Linked DNA regions of Mus musculus: region 2 is linked to region 1. Evidence: chromatin contacts called from public promoter capture Hi-C data. All regions are on one chromosome and are shown on one strand. Each heading gives the region's core, a stretch centred on a gene start, on an enhancer-like site or on the middle of the called end of the contact. The rest is flanking DNA. Distances are from core to core; before and after follow the strand shown.

Region 1 (5,386 bases), core at 1,497-3,996:
TTACCATGAGGCCTTGCCCCATTCGCTTGTCTTAGCAAAGACTTGCTATTCTACTCAGGATTCTAGCTCACCACTTGCCCGAGTCTGGACCTTGAGGTGTTTAGCACTATGCTGGACATCATGTGTTTTCTCTCTCTTGATTGGCTTCTGGCTGAGCAACTATTACTCTCCATTGGCCAATTTTACCATCATTTAGGTGCCACTATCATTTCTTGAGGAGCCTCTTCTTCAGTATCTCACATCAAATATTACTTCTTTAATTTTCCTTCCTAGTGCCTCCCATAATTCTAAAATTTTGAATTCGCTGTGTATTGTTATTATCTCTACACTGCTTTACTAGATAAACTGTGAGAGGGCAGGGGTTATGGCAGAGGCATTTACTGTTGTAGTTGCAGTGGCAACAATCAGAATGCATAGCCAAATAAATATGTAATGGTCCTAGTATATAGAAGCCTTCTGTGGCAAGTAATTACATTCACACATACACATCACTGTTAGTCATTTGGTTCACTTATATGAGAAAATAAGTCTGTCGCCACCCCAAACAAAGGTAGTGAGAGAAGTTTCCAAAACAATGTTACAAACCATTGGTATTAGTAACAGAACTGGTAGTTCAGAGACAAGCAAGATTTCTGTTTAAAAATATTTAAATTTAAAAACTTTAAATCTTTCGTAAAAATCTACATGATTTTATTTCTCCTTTGCTGGATATATAGCTAAATTTTGTATGTTAGGGAAAGGGAGGTAGTTCGAATGTGATCAATTTGCTTCTTTCATATTTTTGGCACATTCTAATCATCTGAGATTTAAAATATGGCTTTTATCTTTTATTTGTTCTATTCATGTGCATTTCCTAAAGTAAAAAGAACTAACTATAACTTGGAGGGGAAATGCATTTTTTTTTCTAGTACAAGGGTTCTGTGTTTCAATACTTCCTTGTGAATTACTAAGGTCTGGTTGTTGCCGGTGTCTCTCTGTGATGAAACCAGCTTTCTATGAGAACTTACTTTGTTAAGATCTTGAATAAACCACAGAATCATGTATTCTTTAGTTTGGAGGTTAACAGTCTCATCCTTCTCCTCCTTATCTGAAAAAAAAAAGACTAGATTTCCAACTCTCTCTCTGAAAATGAACACACCAAAATATCAGTTGAACAATAATTCCCAGTGTTAAGACTTTCCATATAGAATACTGTAGTTTGATGCATCATCATGATTGTAATTTTTTTCTTTATGTGCATTTTGCCTGCATATATATGTCCGTATACAATGCCCATGGAGATCTAAAGAGGCATCAGATGCCCTGGAGCTGGAGGCCTAGACAGTTGGGAGTGGCCATGTGGTTGCCAGCAATGATCTCTCCAGCTTGTGCCTGGAAATGTTATTTAGTGCAGTTTGGCATGTTAGAATATGGGTCCTTAATTTCTGTGGGATGCTTGCTTGTTTGTAAACTGGGTCTCAGTATGTACTGGCTGCTCTAGAACTGCCAGCATCCCCTCCAGCCTTAGCTTCTCAAGTTCTGGGATTACAGAGTAAGTCAACACTCTAGCATAAGAGTTTGAATTCTGTAGTTCACCTTGATTATAGAATGCAATTTTTCTGGCCTTCAGATTCTTCATTATAAAGTATCATAAGGATTTGTTGTTGATTATTGTTTTCTATTAAAAACCATTTTCCCAAGTACGTAAGGGCATTACACAAGTACCGAAGACACAGAGCACGTGTTTTTTGCTCTGTGCATTTAGAGTAAAATGACAGGAGAAAAAAACTGGTCATCATGGCCACTTGCAGAAAAGTGACTGTGGTTAGTCACTCTTAAACGATCACATTACTATTTTCATAGTTTAAATATTTTCTACCAGGCTACAACAAAAACCTTAAAATTAAGATGAAGGGTAGAGTTATTCAAAATATATTGTGCCAAACCGGGGGAAACAAACGAACAAACAAAAAGCCAAAACAGCATTAGATTTCCGTGGCCATAGGCAAGAATTAGCATTCATGGAATGCAAAGCAATTTGACCACTTGAGTGCTGATTAAGACCCGGAAGAACACTTAACACTTGTCAGGAAGGTCTCAAGGTGAACTAAGACAGTGAGGTCGCTGCCACGTTTAGGTCGCAAGACATTTAAGGTACTTTAAGTGTGAGCTAGCCAAGATCAATCCGGAGTAAAAACAAGCTCCAGGGTGAAGATTCGGGGAAAGCGTTATGCCAGCTAGCAGGCTGAGGACTGCCAAGTTGTCTGCCCTCACACTAGGTCTCGCAGCTTGGATGAATCTCACCCGTCCGCAGACTTCCGTTTCTGACCTTCCCCCACCACCCCCCGCCCCCACCATTACAATCAAGTTTTATTTTAGTCCACCTCCTTCACTACAGCGCCAACCGCTGCAAATCCTCTTTCCAGACCTTCCAAACCGCCCTCTTCCAGCCAGCTGCTGCGGCTGCAATCTCCCTGCACCCGCGGAGAGAGTCGATGTCCTATTGGCTCAGCTCGGGGCATGGTCGGCTTCCGATTGGTTGAAATTAGAAGGCGGGAGAGAGGTGTGCCCTTACATCATCGACTGGCCCCTCGCAGCACGGGATTGTGGGAGGGAGAGGGCCACTGGGAGGAACTAAATACCCGGAACGACCTTTGCGGGCCGGGGCGGTCGTAGCCCGGAGCCTATGTCTCCGCCCACCGGCTGGGCGGGCTCCGCCCCCACTCCGCCAGCCAGGCCGTCAGGTGATCTGGGGCTCACGTGGTCACGTGGACAGGGCGGGCGCGCCCGAGCTGGCCATGGCGGCCGCGGTGTCCGGTGTGGTGAGGCGGGTGGAAGAGCTCGGGGACCTGGCTCAGGCTCACATACAGCACCTTAGCGAAGCCGCGGGGGAAGACGGTGAGGGAGCGCCGCAGAGGGAAGTGGGCGGACGGTGGTGAGATGCGAGGGGACCGCTGCGCTCGGTGGCCAGAAGGCGCGGCCTTCGGTCCGAGGCGGGGTCCCTGGTGCTGGCACTGCTGAGCTTGGTCCCCATTGGGCAGTCATCTGCCCTCTCCTCAGATGTCCTGTTACCCATGCAGCGTTTTCTACGTTCCTTGAAATCCTTTTTGTTTACATCCGACCAGATGTGTGGTGTCGAATCTGCGAGAAGGGTAGACTTTAAATAAAAGTACACACGGACTTTCTCCGGAATGTTCATACTGCCCAGAAAATGAACAGTATGTTTTTTTGTTGTTTTTTTTTTTTTTTTTTTTTTTTTTTTTTTTGCATTCAGAGAGACATGCATGACAGTTCACTTTTTCATTACTGCCTTGTAAATTTCCACTTTGTTTTCAATTCAAAATTCAGCTGTAAATACATATTGTACACAGTTATGGTGTAATTTTAATGCTCCCCCCCCCGCCCCATTTTAGTCCTTAGGTATTTTCTTAGAAGGGAAAATAGGTTAGGAAATACGTCATTCTTTTGACATCAGACTCGGTTTGCTTTTTATAAATTCTCAGTTGCCAATTGGTTCGACAGTAATCTTTTTTTGTTTTTTGAATGTTGAGCCTTTACCATCCATGAGCTTTAAAATTCTTGTGATTAGAGTCATACGATGACCGAAATGAAACATTTCTCCCAGGTGATTGACTAGTTGGTGTATTTACGGAATCAGTTCTATAATTAAATGAAGCACATATGACCACACTGAGGCTTTTTATCTTTTGGTTTGTGGCAAGCGGAACATAGAATTTGTAGTCACTGTTACCTCCCTGGGTCATGTGTCAGCCAGAGCTCAGGTAGTCTTACTTACTTATTACTGAGCCTAACAGTAATTCATATTTTCTTATGAAAGAATTCTATGATCCATTGTGAAAGGAGGCCTGGAAAGGAGGTTCAGTGTTCCATGGCCTTGTTTGGAGGCTTTGTTTATACATCTGAAAATTTACTAAAATCATAACTGTAGCTATCTGCTTTACAATCTACTAGGCAACATTGACGTTAATCTTACTGGAGAATTACTAACAGGGCTTACTTAACACCAGATTATATGTATTTGAATTATACTTGGCCCTTTTTCATACATCAAAATCAATAGACATCGGAAATTGGTCCCTTAGCTTAACAGTCATATGTTTTTCTTGAGTTGTCAGTATCGTTAGTTTCAATTTTATTCAAACTAGATAATAGAGTGCTAACCATCATTCCACTTAAGAGTGCTCTGTATTTATGGCCATATAGTTCTCATTCTTAACAGTATGATATTGTCCTGCATAGACTTATAAGAAGGACCTTCTCTGAAGATTATAGGAACCTTCTCAGTTTACTTTAAATATTTCTAGTAGAAAGAATGTATTTTTATGGACTTTTCCAGAATGATAGATATGCCACCACCACACCTGACCTATAATAATAACTATGACACTCCTCTTCAGCAGCGACTTCAGCAGTTCAGCACAAGTCTTTGCATTTACAGTAATCTCAGAAGTTAACGGGAAAAATATAAATAGCTTGTACAGGACGTGGGGAGGCCGATGGTCTGGACCATTTTGGTTCTCAGTAGAATCTTGTTTTCTGGGTAGTAGGGTGGTACTTCTGGGCCAAGGAGAGATGTGAAGACTGCTAACTTAAGAGCGATCTTATAGCAGTAGAAAATCCTCTAAAGCTTAAGGTCACTAAGTGACTACCTGCTGACATAGCTGATGGTATTTTATTCTAACACTGAGCAGCTTATCTGTTCACCAAATACTACATTGTCTGTCCACTGCTGGATGCCTGTGAAAGCTTCTGTAGTGCAGAAAAGATGCTTAAAGACTTTGTGTCTTGTACTGTGGTATGGATATGTACTTCATTAAGTGAAGTAGAAGGGTGGACAGTATCTTTGGGGCCCTCAAAATCAGAAATAAAGAAAATATTGTAGTAAACAGATGGTTGAGTTAAGATGGTAAAGTTTGGAAAGTTGGCTAAGTTGTGGTAAGAAAACATGCAGGAGGTATTGGGGTTTTTTGTTTTCTGTTTGTTTTCCTATAGGTTTTGAAGGAATGCGGTAATTTGTTCAGTTTCAAAGTTTTTTTTTAATAATTTATTTCAATTTTATGTGTATTGGTGTTTTACCTGCCTGCATTTTTGTGTGAAGGTATCAGATCTTGGACTTAGAGACAGTTATGAACTGTCATGTGGGTTCTGCGATTTAGACCTGGGTCATCTAGAAGACCAGTCAGTTCCCTCAACTGCTGAGCGATCTCTGTAGTCCTTCATTTTGACGTTTTAAAGGAATAAGATATAACCCTTTAAATTGGCATTGTAGTTATACCAGCTAGACATACAAGTATGATAACTTAGAATTGTTTACAGTCTGATATTTTATGAATATTTGATCTGATCAATTTTTCTTTTAGTTAATTTAGCTAGTACATTTATAAAA
Region 2 (5,386 bases), core at 1,287-3,786, 2.4 Mb before region 1:
TGTAAATAGGATCTGGGTAGAGATGACTGAGTTAAGATGGGATCATGGGAGTAGGCCCCAATCCAGTACTCCTGGTTTCCATATAAAAGAAGAACTCTGGAGGCTGGTGGGGGGTGGGGGGAAGACGACTCCGTAGGTAAAACGCTTGCTGTGCCAATGTGTGAACCCGAATTTGACCCCAGAGTGACAGAGTGATTTTGGCTTTCTCAACATCTTGATGTCAGACCTCCAGCCTCCAGCCAGGGAGACAGATAACTTATTTAAAACAATTCATTTTTGGACTTTGCTATGGCAGCCACAGGAAATAACCACCATCAGGGTCTTATGGATCAGCGAACTAAGGGAAGGAGACTCTGAGCTATTCATGCCAGCCTGCACCGCTACTAGTCAACGGGGGTTTAGCCTGCAATACTGGTAGACAATGGTAGCCTGATGCGAGCTATGAACTTCTGAAGAATATATATGTGTAGAAATCATTTGAAATATTGCTGCTGTTGTTTAAGCAAAGGGTCTCATGTAGCTCAGGAAGTCTCCGAACCCTCCATCTTAAAGGACACAGCACAGAGCGTTCTGAGCAGGGCCGTTCTGGCACAGGCTGAAGGGCATGTCTGTGAGAATGCAGAATGCTCAGCACAACTGGAGACTGCAAGTGCCAGGATCTGGGGGCCAGCCAGGGTTCTTTCTGGCCCCCATGAGTAAGACCAGATCCAGGAGGTGTGAACATCAAAGTCACCGCGATCTTCCCACAGCCTTTCAGTTTTGAGCATCGGTCCAGAAATTTGAACTGTTTAATTGTTTTAAGACCCTATGAGAGGGTCAGGTTAATTACAAGAATGCCAAAGCTGCCTTCTGTAACTGTCTTTGCACACATACCGTCTGAGTTAAGATACCCGGAAAGTGAAGCTATTTTCTGAACAGAGAGATAGTGATTAGGTAATGTCCGCAAAGGAGGAGGGGAGAAGGGAGGAAAGCCTTGGCTGAACAGCCTTCCCAGAGCTACATGAGCGGTATCTCCATTGTGAGTCCTCTCCTGGAAAGTGAACCGCAACCCACATTGGTGGGGGGAGCCCAGGCCGAATCGCCTCTACCTCCGCAAAGGTGAAGGCAGACAAAGGTGGCTAGCTAAGTCAAAATAGGCTTTGGTTAAACTTAGGGGAATTGAACTGGACACAGGACATGATTAATGCAGACGGAGGAAGAGTGTCCAGGCATGTGTTGGTGTTGGGGCAATTTTCTGTTCTGTCCTCAGAGAACAAGCTATAATGGACTACATGGGTTTGTGTCTTCTGTGATATTTACATGGAAGGAAGGGAGAGCTTCAAGCAGCCGTGATCTCTAGCACTTCTGGGTGCAGTGATGTGCAAGAGGCTTTTACTGTCCCCTTGATTTATTGGCTGGGTGTATTTGGCATGGTGTCACACTCTGTTTTCTGTTGCTGACACAGAATGCCTGATGTGGGTGATGCATACAGGAGAGAATTTTACTCTTCTCACAATTCTCATGACTACAAATTGCAAACAGGCATCTGGACAGGATTCCTGTGGTTGTGTCCTAACATGGTCACTAGAAGCAAAATGGGAAGTTCCTGTATTCAGAAGAGTCACATATGTAAGGAGACATGAGTTGGAGGAAGAACCTAGCCAGACAGATCTGCTAGGAGCCACTCCTGCTAGGCTTGGCCCATTCCTCAGAGATAGTCCATTTATGACTGTGGAATCCTGAGACCTTCTACCCCTTAAGAGCTCCACCACCTCTTTCTGCTGCCACACCAGGGGACTGAGTTTCCAGCACATGCAACCTCGGGGACACCCTTATACCTTATGGGTTTTGCAAACCCAAGAAGCATCGGATAAGAAGGAAATAAAGAGGCCGTGCTGGAAGCAGAACCATCGAAGCTGTACCATGGCAATTCTTGGGTAGAGCAAATAGACCCTCAGACCCAGGAACCAAAATGTGGACCACGGAATGGAATGTCACAGAAGAGAAGACAAGACAAATAGTTAGCCTTTGCTTAATGTGGGGGCCAAAGGGCCATGCAGCCAACAGTTAAAAATTATTAGGTTTTGAGATAAAGGACACAAATATTAACTTTCCTCATTGTGAATTTCTCAGCCCATAGACACTGATCAGCACTGATTTATCAGAAACTGGAGACAACCGTTTCTTTTTCCCTCTGATCCTAAATGTTTAAAGGAAATATCTTAGCATTAACATTTCAGTCCCTCCTTTAGCACAAACACCCAGAAGCATGAATACACTTGTTTAGAAAGTTGAAATCCTGGGTGTTGTATAGGTCACTGTTTAGCTTAACCTTTATTGTCCCTACTTTGCTGTTAAGCCCTGGACAGCAGATTCCACAGTAGAATTCCAGAGATAAACAGACAAGCTATGGACTCACCTGGAAACGGGTATTGGCATCTGTGCATTGACACCCAAGGCAAAGATGGCAAGGGCTAAGGTGATGGCCATGCCTGAGGCCATGCTGCTCCTCCTGGGGAGCCCTGGAGGCTTGCAAAGCATTCCTTTGCAGCCGGAGGACAAGGGGCAGTTCTGTTCTGGGTTTTGTTCATAGGTGTTGGCTTAGGCTAAGTGTCAAGGTCCAACCAATGGAGAGTCATTGTAATTCCTGACTGCTATTTTCCCTTATTGACAAAGTGTCATTATGCAATAAACCAAAAAAAAAAAAAAAAAATGCCAAGGTGGGGAAAAATTAGGAGCTGGGTTAAAAATAAAGCAACCAATAAAACAAAATCCTAGCAGTTCTTTCCTTGGGAGACTCTGGAAGGGAAGCTAAAGAGAGAGGTATAATTTGTGGGAGAGACCTATGGATTATTCTTATAGAGTCCTAGGCTCAGAATAACTACAGAAAGAACACAATGAAAGATGAGGCATAGGTGGGGGATATTCTAAGCACCTCTCCCTCTGAAAGTCAGATATGTGGCTTGTTTCCACCCAAGCAAGGTAACGTGTGGAAATGTAAGCTTTTTGTGTATAAGTTACACACCTCTTATATGTATATTTTTCTGAAAAATGCAAAGTAAGCACCACAAGGCTTTAGCAACAGCCACCAAATGGATTTGGCCTGATTATGATGGAAGCACACACCAAAAGGATAGGATTATCCTCTGCCATAAGGAACACTGCTTGCCTGACATCTCCACATTCTCCAGGGCCATTGAGAGGGAAAGGTTCTGGAAGCGCTGATGGGTGTGGACCGTGCAACCTCTCTGAGAGCACTGATTAGTCAGGAGAATGACCCAGGGATGTTGCAAGTGTGGAAGGCTGTTAGTCTTTATCTTACTCAAATTTAACTGACTGGGGCTTCTCAATTCTTCCTAATGTGTGGCTAGGGTTGGGACTTAGAATACACAATGGGTGTAGAGAGATATCTGATGTGTTGGAGGTTTGTGGGTAATATATTATGAATTTACAATGTCTCATGACACTCTTTTTATCTAGTGTTTTGTTTGTTTGGGGCAGGGTCTGATAGGGTAGTTCAGGCTAGCCTGAGACTTGCTGCAGCCCTTCTGCCTAGACCCAGTTGCTACAGTTACAGGTATGAGCACATACCCAGCTGTTCCTAGCAGTTTTGTTTTGTGGAGGCAGATTTGCCTCAAACCCTCCCCTTGCATAGTTGAGGATGACCTTCAACTCCTGATCATTCTGTATCCATTCCCCAAGGATGGAGACTGCAGGCTTGCACCAAGTTGCATGGCTCCCTGATACAGTTCTTAAGAGACATTCATAGAAAATGATTAATTACAATAGAGCAAATCTTGAATATTAGCATAGGCAAAGGTAAAACAGATGTCTGTCTGGTTGGTGGGATGACAGAGCTAGTTATTTTAGGACCATCTTACCTATGCCACTGAGAGAAAAGTCTCTGATCTCCCTTTTCTTAATTCCTCCTTTTCTCATCCAGAGCTTGAGTTAATTAATTCCACCGACTTCTCAGCTTACAGTGGAGACCATGTGCTTGCTTGACATGTAAGTCATGCAAAATTGTCAAGTAATAAGACTGATTCTTAAAGGAGTGCTCATAGCCTTCAGTGAATGAATCCATGCCAGAGGAACACTTTCCACTAGCCTTTGATAGTGACAGGTGGCGGGCATTTAGACTCAGTCCAGTTCTGCCAGCTTTGTCACAATACATGGGAGACTCTTGTATGGTCCCTGTTACCACTCCTTATTTTATTTTCTCTCAAAATGTCCATTCCTTGAGATGAAGGCATTTCAGTTTCAAAGTGTGGCACATTGAACTCCCTTTACTAGAATCTGCTTCTTACTTTAAAGGTTCTTATTTTAAAGGTAGACTCCTCAAAGTGGCAACTGACTATGCAGGTATGCTCACACAGGTGCGTGTGTCTCTCTTTGTTGTAAATTACTTTCCTACTTGATAATCCTGGCCCTGAGGTCAATATGCCTATTCTTCTAGCTTCTCTGAGCATTTCCATTCCCGTAGCATCATTCCCAGTGCAGGTTGGGAACTGCCATCCAGATCCCAGAGTGTTTATTCTCTTGTTAAAATAGATATGTTCTCCACCTTCCAGCATTGTCGTTTCCTACCGTTTGTGTCCCAAACCAAGTTCTCAGGTCAGTGAAGGATGCAGGAGGCCATTGTCAGGTCGACCCTCCAGTTTCTTCCTTTCCTTCCCTATTATCCCTTAGGTCTAACACTCATCTCCCCTGACTGTGAATGAAAATTTCTGTGGTGCTCAGTAAATATAAGGGGGGAAGGTGTGCTTAAACACACTCTAAACATATCTGTGATTCTACCCCAGCACACTTGTGTTACCCTTTAACCTATTCCTCTTAAAACCATCACCACAACAAGAAGCTAAAATAATAACTGAACTCAACCATTGTAAATATCAATGGTTGATATCAGAAAAGAGGATTGATATACACCTATATAAACATCACTACAAGGAAAATGTAGTCATGAAGAGTTTCATAATTTGTCTTTTGTTTGTTTTTTTCCCCTTTAACTATTACAGCTTCCTGGCTACTGAGAAGTCCACATTGTGTTCTCTGTAGAGACCAGCACTGAGGACTTTAGCATAAGGTAGAAGTTTGTAATTAGACATATTACTCCAGCAAAGCAAGGTCAAACAGGCTGGGGTACTCATGAAATAAGATGACAAGTGACTGGCCTGGGGCCACCAGCATCACTGTAATTAGGACATGTTAACAGATATGCTGCTGGTGTATGGCTTTGTTCACATCCATGTGTGTCAGGTAGATTTAGGACATGAGTTCTGGTTATTTTCAGTGGAAAAGAATTAGTTAAAAAAAACAAAAACCATGCCATTTCCCAGAACACAGGCTTTGTTATTGAGCAATCTCATTAGATGGTGATATTTTAAATATTTACCAGGCACTTTTC

Evidence for each region. Promoter capture Hi-C pulls out the DNA fragments that hold promoters and counts their contacts.
Region 2: a contact with region 1 is called in a promoter capture Hi-C map of liver, with 2.9 times the contacts expected there. The contact joins the promoter of C9 here to the promoter of AW549877 in region 1. A contact is called at or near these places in 2 of 39 promoter capture datasets (cranial neural crest and liver), 1 of 115 datasets of contacts at active chromatin or transcription factors (stem cell-derived neural progenitor cells) and 1 of 9 other capture datasets (adipose tissue).

Annotation. Positions count from the first base shown.
Region 1 is chr15:3,993,106-3,998,491 of GRCm38.p6, reverse strand. AW549877 (expressed sequence AW549877) reads left to right here and starts at 2,746. Exons shown (of 6, transcript NM_145930.3): 1 at 2,746-2,877. The coding sequence starts at 2,778. Gm2093 (predicted gene 2093) reads right to left here and starts at 2,453. Exons shown (of 3, transcript NR_045740.1): 1 at 2,408-2,453; 2 at 1,008-1,087.
Region 2 is chr15:6,442,496-6,447,881 of GRCm38.p6, reverse strand. It overlaps C9 (complement component 9), which reads right to left and starts at 2,536. Exons shown (of 11, transcript NM_013485.3): 1 at 2,399-2,536. The coding sequence starts at 2,481.